2 separate regions of the Mus musculus genome follow, and region 2 is linked to region 1. The links are chromatin contacts, called in public Hi-C maps. All regions are on one chromosome and are shown on one strand. The core of a region is the stretch at or near the end of the contact, and the rest is flanking DNA. Distances in the headings are between cores, read along the strand shown.

Region 1 (4,638 bases), core at 1,839-4,338:
TGAACCCAACAGTAACATTATTTTGTTGCTACTTCGTGTCTGTAATTTTGCTACTGTTATGAATTTTAATGTAAATATCTGATACACAGGATAACTGATATGTGACCCCTTGAAAGGTCATTCAACGCCTACCGACCCCCAAGGGGTCATGACTCACAGGTTGAGAAACACTGTTCTAGATTTTTTCTTGAAAGAGCCCCTTGTGGTGGTGCAGGTTCTCAGGCCCCAGAACTGGATCACTATAACATCTTCCTCTATCAAATTACATCGAAAGGAATAATTTTATGTAACTGAAAACTTTTCATTAGACATATCACTAGGTAAGCAAGAGCCTACAGACCAGTGTATGAAACTAGCTTACAAATAAAATTGGTGTTTATATTAAAAGAAATAACTCCAGCTCTAACAAGACAGTTGTTCATCTCGGAACCAGAACTTAATTCTAAACTGCCAGCATGGAGATTGCTGAGACAAGGTTTTACCTAAATCAAAGGAATAAAATAATGTTTGTGTTTGAGCAACAGAGCCAGCAACCATTTGCTCTGGAATGCTGTGTTTGCCATCAGTCGGACGTGCAGCGTCTGATGCTGCTAGTGAAACTGAGGAACTTCTTGTGGTAATGGCAAGCAGGTCGTCCCTGAGTCCCACAGCTAGACTCGCTCAGCACACACACATACACGCAAATCAGAGTCTTTTTCCCTCTGTAGACGCTGAACTTTACTGTCAACATAATTCCTCATAGATTTTTCTAGAACTCCTGACAGAGGCTGCCTGCATTTCTCAGAGGAAATGGATAATAGGCACTGCTGCTAGCAAACACAAAGCTTGAATAATTTAATTTCTTACTGATGAGTTCATTTATATAATTCATGTTTAATAGTAGGGTAATAATGTACTGATACTTTAATATATAAGCATATAATTATTCTTACTGTAGGAGACAGATGAGAAATTTTATGTAGTAATTTTTTTCTCTTTTCTAGAAGAGTTTTTCCAGAAGAAGCTATATAAAAAGTAGAGGGACTGCTAGCATTAATATTCACAGAGCTTTACTATAACCAAAAATAGTATATCACTACTCTGATAGAAACGTGTAAGGAATAATTCTCATAATCCAGTCAATGCCATTAGATATTATCTTGTCCCTTACGTGTTAGATGGTATAGAACATTAAGTAAGCACATGGGAGAGTATCAGATCTCATTGAAATAATGAAATAGATGCTTTACATTTATTCAATTGGGGATGGATAGAAATTGAATTATAAAACTCAAGACTATCAGACTTTGGTAACCACAGTGCAGTTTAGGAGGCTTTAGAAACTAATATACTGTTTTGAAAAGCACTTTTTCCATTTCCTAAAAACATCTCATTTAGAAGTAGAACTTTTCTAAATGATTAGACATTTTTAAAATGAGGTTCAAATTTTACCATTAAAAACTGTTAATATGAAAAACTGACAATTAGCCATATAAAAGTAAATAACATTTAAACAGACTATATAGACTTTATGTCTGCTTATGTGTTTAGGAGGATTGTAAGGAACAAAGGAGACTATAATAAGAATAGGTTGCCTTTACAAAGAAAAGGCTTTGTAAATTACACCAAGTTTTGAAAAAAAATGATAATCGCTGTCTTTACAATACAATTTTCATTCCAAAAAAGAATCAGCATATTTCTCCTAAGGCTGTGCTCCTGAATGCTCTGTGCCCCCACCACATCAGCTGTCTGTCAGCAGGTCTTTGTGCACGCGGATGGACTCAGGCCCATATGAATTCCCCAAGGAGTCATTTATGTTGAACTAGGTTCTATGTAGGGTCTTTTACTTCTCTCCATAAACAATCAGAAGAGGAGAAAACAACATCCTCTGTTTATTAAAGCACATTAAGTACAGGTGTTATGTCTGTGTAACTGTGCATACAAGTACACTAGTGTACACAGTGTCAGTACTTGGATACACTAGTGTATACAGTGTCAGTACTTGGATACACTAGTGTACACAGTGTCAGTACTTGGATACACTAGTGTACACATTGTCAGTACTTGGATACACTAGTGTATACAGTGTCAGTACTTGGATACACTAGTGTACACAGTGTCAGTACTTGGATACACTAGTGTACACAGTGTCAGTACTTGGATACACTAGTGTACACAGTGTCAGTACTTGGATACACTAGTGTACACAGTGTCAGTACTTGGATACACTAGTGTACACAGTGTCAGTACTTGGATACACTAGTGTACACAGTGTCAGTACTTGGATACACTAGTGTACACAGTGTCAGTACTTGGATACACTAGTGTACACAGTGTCAGTACTTGGATACCAATGAAGTCAGTGAAGACTTTACCTTTGTAACATAAAAACTAGGCATATTTTATGTATATAAGTGATATGAACTCTCATGTATCACCCAGGAAATTTCTGTTTCCTACTGAAAAGTGGGAACATATTTGGCTTAAGTGAGTATTTTTCCATTTACAGAATTGACTTGTTTAAACAACAACAACAACAACAACAACAACAACAACAACAAAATAGGGCTGGAGAGATGGCTCAGTGCTTAAGAGCACTGACTGCTTTTCCAGAGGTCCTGAGTTCAATTCCCAGCAACCACATGGTGGCTCACAACCACCTGTAATGGGATAGGATGCCCTCTTCTGGTGTGTCTCAAGATAGCAACAGTGTACTCATATACATAAAATAAATCTTTAAAAAAAAAAACTATTTCAAAAAAAAGCAAAAAAAAAAAAAAAAAAAAAGCAAAACAAACAAAAAAACCTCCCTCAATGCAGGTGAAGTGCCTCCTTAAACTTGTGGGATCCTAGACAATCAGAGAATATAACCTTGAAGCCAGAAAGTCTGGGACTGTGATCTCTAGCAGTAGGGAAAAAGACAGGCTGTGAGCTCTGTGAGAGTATACACAATGGTTGTGTGCTTTGTAAATTACACCAAATATGAAGCGGTAAACACTCCATCTAAAAACAGCTGGCTTTTTTAAATGCCACTCACAGGCAGGCCTGTGCTGAAGCAGGATGTGCCGCCCTTCCTGCCAGCCAGTGTTTACTCTAGCACTAGTGCAAACACAGAAGTGTGTGCGCAGGAGGCCGCAGACTTCTCGGATGAGCACTCACTCCACCTTAGCTGCGTTCATTACAGTCCATAGAAACAAGGGGATACAGAATCTTTGGCTATAACTGTCCACAATGTAGAAGGGACACGTGCTATTTTTCAAGGGTCTAGACACATATACGGCACTCACTGTCCATCAGTGTTGTAAGCGATGTTCCTCCTGTGTGGTGGTTTCTGATCCCTGAGCAGCTTTGATTATTTACAGTTCAGCTGTGCACATCAGTCACTGTTGTGAGACATGTACTAATGATGCAGTGTTTCCTGTTTCACAGTCCTCAAAAGTACACCTGGACTTCCTACAGTTTAGCATGGTCTTGAGAGTATAGGTAAAGATTCGTTTTCCTGAGAGTGACGTGAGCTAATTCCTATATGCTAAATTAAAGAAATTAAATCTAGAAATCTTTTTAACTCTTCTTAATGTGAACCCTAAAAAAAAAAGTTTCTAAATTTCTGACTTATATGAGTAAAATTGGATCATACAACTTTCATGAGAGCACTTCAGGAATCATCATTCATTTATTTTTTTTCCCGCCTTTTATTGATTCTTTCTAAATTTCACATCATGCACTCAAGTCCCACTCATCTCTCCATTCCTTCATATTTACCCTCTACCTTTGCCAATTCCACCCCAAAGAAAATAAAAATATTTTTTAAAATCTCACCTATAAGCTACAGTGTATCATGGTGTGATCATTTTAAAATAGCAACATTTTCTAGAAAGCCCAAGTTTCAGCCCACTAAATACTATAAAACATTTTACATAGGGACCCTGAGAAAGCTCAGCATGTAGGAGCCTGTGCTGCCCTGGCAGAGACATGTAGATCTGTTCCCAGCATCAACATCAGGCAGCTTACAGTAGCCTGTAACTCTGTATTCAGCCTGACCTCTAAGGCATCTGTTTCATGTGCAAAGAGAAACAAGCACGCAATGTAATTAGGTAAAATTTTAAGTTAAAAAAAAATTGGCTAGATGTCATCACAGAATATATGATGTGTTTTTGAAGTTAAATCAGATATGGTGTGTCATATGCCTACTGTAAATGCCAATATGAAGCCTATTGACCATAACTGTTAACTCAAAATCTTCTTACCCACTCTGTACTTTTCTTCATGATTTTGGTGTAGCTTGCCAAACAGTAACTCTTGTGCTATGACAGTACAGAGGCTTTTGCCATGGATCTGGGCATATTGATGGAGTCTACTTGCTTCCCTCTTCCTTTGTTGTCAAACTACAACTTAAATGCTTATGTCATTTCCAATAATGCATTCCATGCAGGCAAAGATTAAGTACATGTCTTTATGTAATTTCCTGTAAAATAAAAGTATGTGCAAATAAAAGAATAGTTAAAAGAATAATTACATTACCTAATAATGTAAGCAGGTAAACGAGGGGACTGTAAAACAACCATGATCATGCCTACTTTATTATTTTAGTATAGTGTGTCTCTCTCTCAGGGTAGATGCATGTGATTGCAGCTGCCTTTGGAGGCCAGCAGAGAGCAT
Region 2 (4,719 bases), core at 576-3,075, 130 kb before region 1:
ATTCTACCTATCAGCTATATCCTCAATCCAACAGATGTTGTTGTTGTGGGTTTTTTTTTTTTAAATCATGCCATATGTGTAGAGCAATATGTTTTTTATACTTAGTGTATATGGTGTGTACATGCACATGAGCACGTGTGCATGCTATAGCATGCATGTGAAAGCAAGGAAGCAAGATAACAGTTTTCAGGAGTTGGCTCTCTCCTTCCACCATACAGGTCTGGGATGCTCAGGTTGTCAGAGCTCAGTATCAAGCAACAGACTTGACCAGCCATCTCCTTGGCTCTCAGTAGTACTCCTGCTTACCTACCATCTTGCTGAACTTGGTCTGTTTTGCTTTTCAAACAGGATCTCAGAAAGCACAGATGAAAGAACGGAAGCTTGATTGGAAAGCTCTCTCTCGTTAACTGACTTAATGGCATGCTATGTTTTCCTGAGACTACATGTTACAATTCTGCTCTCATTTTTTCTCAAGCTCTACAGGAGTGAGAACCCCCCAACTTGTCAATTAGGTTCAAAAAAAACCTCTATATTTTTTTCAGATTGGAAATTGGTACTGTTCTATTCCATTTACTGTTTTTGAAGCCACTGGTCTGGTTAGACATTTGTAAACTGTTTACTTACAAAGGAAACATTAAGAGGCAGGCGTGGCATCATCTAAATTGAAATAGAGATAATAATAGTGCCTTTGAAAGAGCTAAGATCTAAGTATATAGTACAGAGTGACAACCTTCAGTTTATATTGTGCTGTGACTGTCTTAAGGAAGACCTGCCCACTTTCTTGCTTATCCTTACAATTGCAGTAGTTACAATAAAAATTAGATCCCGGTATTGTTGAAAAACATGTCAATCAAATATGCACGGGAGAGAAAACAATAGTTTTCATACTACAGATGATAAATTATATACTTATTAAAGTGTTGCAACCGATCAGATAAGCAGAGGATATCATTATAGCCTCAGTTTGACGCTGGCACATGGTTATTTTCAGCAATTACTCTAAACCTGGTGTTGTTAAAAGGGCTTGTGTTCTCTTCAGCATGGGTGGCAGAGGCAAGGAAGAACAAAGAGTTCAAAGGAAAGCTTTATGTTCTGTGTGGCTTTCCAGGGAAGGGCATCATTACAATAGAATTTATTCTGCCTTTGACACAGACGACTTCACCAAGAAAACTGTAGCATCAAGTCCTGCTTTCCTGGCTGATTTTATCAGGGTGTAATAACTAGCCATTTCCCTGGAGGTGTTTTCTGCATAAGTGACCTGTTGGCAAGGATTTAGTGGAGCTCAGAGATTAATGGACCCACAGCTGCCACCTTCCAGAGAAATAAATAGAAAGAATCAGTTGTCATTGTTATCAGCATGCAGACATCCTAAGGCACAGATGTGGGCTTTCTTTTCAAAGTGAATCAAGCATTCACTCTCAAGGAAAAGGATATTTGTAATGCAATAATATTAATGCTTGTTAAGTGAGAGAATTATATATGAAGCTAGACTTCTGTTACCTCGGAGCATTGGGTATTGACCTATGCCTTCCTTAGAGCTCTGTGTGTGAAAAGGATGTTGCCAATGGAACGGTGTAATGACATTTGCCATTAAGAAGTCATGCTGAAATTAGTAATTCCAGAATTCACTGAGTTCTTCTGCTCTGCGTCACAGTTGCTGCCTCTGTGACAACCTTCCTTTCCTACTTAGCAAATCCAAGCCTGGTCGCTTGAGCCCCAGGAAGTTGTTAAAGCAATTAAAGGCGGCTGTCTCCCAGCACATTGCTCCGTTACCATAGTAGCCTCTGCCTCCAAGTCTCTCCTGATGATGTCAGTATGCATACACGGGTTGCTCAGAGCATCTACGTGGGGATGATTCATCCCACAATAAAGCCCCTCTCCTGTTGCTCTCCTGCCAGTGTGATTAGCAATGGAGGGTAAGTGCTTTGTTTAATATACTATTATAAGAATTACCAAATGTCTCTATTATTTTGCTTTAGGTTTCTTGTGTTCTAAAATATACTTCTAACTGAAACATAATATATAGGAACAAGCTATAAATCTGTTGTCGGGGATTGGCTAAAATTTTCCTATATATTATGTGTATGTGTGCATATGTGTGTTCACATGTAGGGGTGGGCTTATAAAAATCACTGTGAATGCACAATGTAATACCTCTTACCCCCTGATAAGCGAAACCAGCATGCACACTATAGCTTTCCTTTTAAACTGTTTGCATTCCATAAAAAAAAAAAAAACTTAACATATTTTTTACAGGTGTCATAGGGCAGCTAAGGCTCTTAGAAAGTATGTGAATTATACATTTTTTTACTGATATTTTATCCATCTTAAGTGATAATAACAGGATATGGGAAGGTATTGTCGGAAGTTCAGTGTCTACTGACAGTCATAATTGCATACTTCAATCCTACTTCCATATGTTTCTAATATTGCAGAGGAGTGAACTTGGTGCTTGATGAAATACTTACGTATGCCTCCCTTCCTGAGGCTGAGCATTTGTCTTCACATCTCTGCAAAGAGGACTGTGCAGTCTCTTATGGTGTCAGGGGGAGAGCTATGAGTGAAGAGTCCCTTCTGGAAGTTAGTTTTCTGTTTCAGCTTTTCTCCCCCAAACTGTCTCATCAAGAAATCCATAGACCTCTCTTCTCCATCACCACACCACGCATTCTGCCTGTGGTTCCTTCCCTGGATCCCCAGTAAACAATTTCAGTACATCTGGTAGTGAGCTTTAAGGAGAGTAGAAAAGGGTGATTTCTAACTGTTAGTAAATAGCTTCGCGAGAGGACAGGGGCTTGAGAATGGCTCGTACAGAGACTACCCATCCTTCAGGAAGCTGAACCTTTGTTCTGTATAGAAGTCAGGCGCATGGCTTAGTTGACAGGGACAAGAAGTGGTTTAGACTGTTTATTTCTAGAGTCTTGTATTTTTAGAATACCGTGGAATATGGTCTATATAATTTGTTTCTGGGAAATTATGTTAATGGAACATTAATGCTAGATGTAGGTTTCTATAAAGAGTAAGTAAGAAATAATGGTTGTAAGAGTATAAAGCCATACTAAAAGTTACATTCAGCTCCTTGGAACTGAAGGATGTGTCATATGTATCATAAGTGTTTATTCTTTGAATTTTCCCAGTCTTGAAACTATATTAAAACAGTGTTAAATTATACTTGCCCTTGTGTTTAATAAGTTATTCATTAATTGCTATTAGAAACTGATTCTCATAAGTAGAAGCAAATTCATCTACATTACAGTAGAGTAAATGTTGAAGAAATTGACTCAACCTAAACTGATACCATACTTGTAAAATCTCTTATTGAAATACACTCATAATGCTTGTGTTAGAAATAAAACTAATACGCTTCATGCTAAATTTTATCTTATTTTTTTCTGCTCATGTTTGCAGCAATACAACCTAATTCATTAGCTAACTGAATTCACAGTTTAAAATATATATTCAGTTTCAACTTTAAAAGTTGAAAATAGTCATTTTCCAACTTGACCGTGCTAGCCATACTCTGGGGAAAATACACTTCAGGAGTCCAGCCTTCTTCCTGTTTGAGTTAGAAGCAGTCCCAGGCTATTCAGGAAGAGTGATCTTTAAAATTGCCTTAGGAGAGGGTCTCTTTTATTTTCGTGTCATAATGAAAGTTTTAAGTTTAACAGTTACATTTGTTCTTGCTGAAGCGTGGAGATGCCAAGTCTAAAGACTTGACAGCTTGAGGTAAATGAGATATGCATGAGACATGGCAGAAAGATGATTATGTCGGCTCTCACAAGACAGATAACTGGAAGAAAATCCAAAAAAAAAAAAAATTCCAGGACATTGTATGGAGAAAATAGATGTGTAAATAAACATCTAGAGAAGACTGAAAGCTCATGTTGGGAGGAGTCAGAAAAGCACCTTCTAAGACATCATGTCCCCAACGTCTAACCTAGGTTCTAGGTTTTATATGGCACCATCTGTTCTCAGGAACATATGATCCCCAGGTTAGAACAGGACCATATTTCTCTGGTCAGTGTCTAGCCCTCCCCCTAAAAGAAGTGATCTATGTAGCATGACTGAGGTGGTCATCTAGTCTCCCGTCATTTGCTCTACCCAGTTACTACAGGACTTACAGCTTACAGGGCACTCATGTCTCACCTTAGAGTTCTGTTGGTTACAAGTCAACACAATTGAGGAAATTTTTTTCCAGGAGGCTCTGAGGAAGAATCAAGTTCCATGCCCTCACAGCTTCCAAGGCTTTGCCGGGTCATAGCCTCCCTTCCCCATTGTCAAAGCAAGCAAGAGAGGACAGATCTTTGCACTGCTATCTTTCTGCTTCTCCATAGCCAAGAAAAAAAAAAAGCTTTCTGTTTTGAAAGATGTGTGATATCCCCTAACTTGGGTCCACTTGTATAACCCAGGACAGCCTAACCATGTTGACGCCTTTAACCTCAGCCACTTGCATGGTCATTATATAGCCAACATAGCATATTCAGAGACTCCAAAGTTTAGGGCATCAGCATCTTTGTGAGCCATTATTCGGCCTACTTCAGAAGCATAACATTAAGCTCACAAATCTGATATTTTTTATATAAAGCTGTGCCAATAGAGAACACGAAATTCTGACCTAATTCACTGAATGCCGACCTCCTGAAGGATAATAAAATTCCTCAAGATAAATAGTCAGGGGAAACTGAATTAGAAAGAAATGTTTCACCAACTCCAGTGTTCAAA

What was found. A called contact is a pair of places that touch in the nucleus more often than the background predicts.
Region 2: a Hi-C map of pancreatic cancer cells shows a contact between it and region 1, with 2.9 times the contacts expected there. The contact joins the promoter of B230216N24Rik here to the enhancer-like site in region 1. A contact is called at or near these places in 3 of 484 Hi-C or Micro-C datasets (embryonic stem cells, pancreatic cancer cells and trophoblast stem cells), 1 of 115 datasets of contacts at active chromatin or transcription factors (pancreatic cancer cells) and 2 of 9 other capture datasets (adipose tissue and pancreatic islet).

Annotation. Positions count from the first base shown.
Region 1 is chr1:97,917,116-97,921,753 of GRCm38.p6, reverse strand. The region is part of intron 7 of Pam (peptidylglycine alpha-amidating monooxygenase); the gene reads left to right. The region is part of intron 1 of Gm31771 (a long non-coding RNA gene); the gene reads right to left. Among named protein-coding and RNA genes, the nearest start is that of Gm31771, 8.3 kb to the right of the region's middle. Within about 2 kb of position 3,088, at least 44 of the 459 cell types and tissues checked have an H3K27ac peak or open chromatin away from gene starts, as enhancers often do. A contact at or near this core is called in pancreatic cancer cells and pancreatic islet, where this site is marked.
Region 2 is chr1:98,044,899-98,049,617 of GRCm38.p6, reverse strand. It overlaps B230216N24Rik (RIKEN cDNA B230216N24 gene), which reads left to right and starts at 1,825. Exons shown (of 3, transcript NR_037993.1): 1 at 1,825-1,916. The region is part of intron 1 of Pam (peptidylglycine alpha-amidating monooxygenase); the gene reads left to right.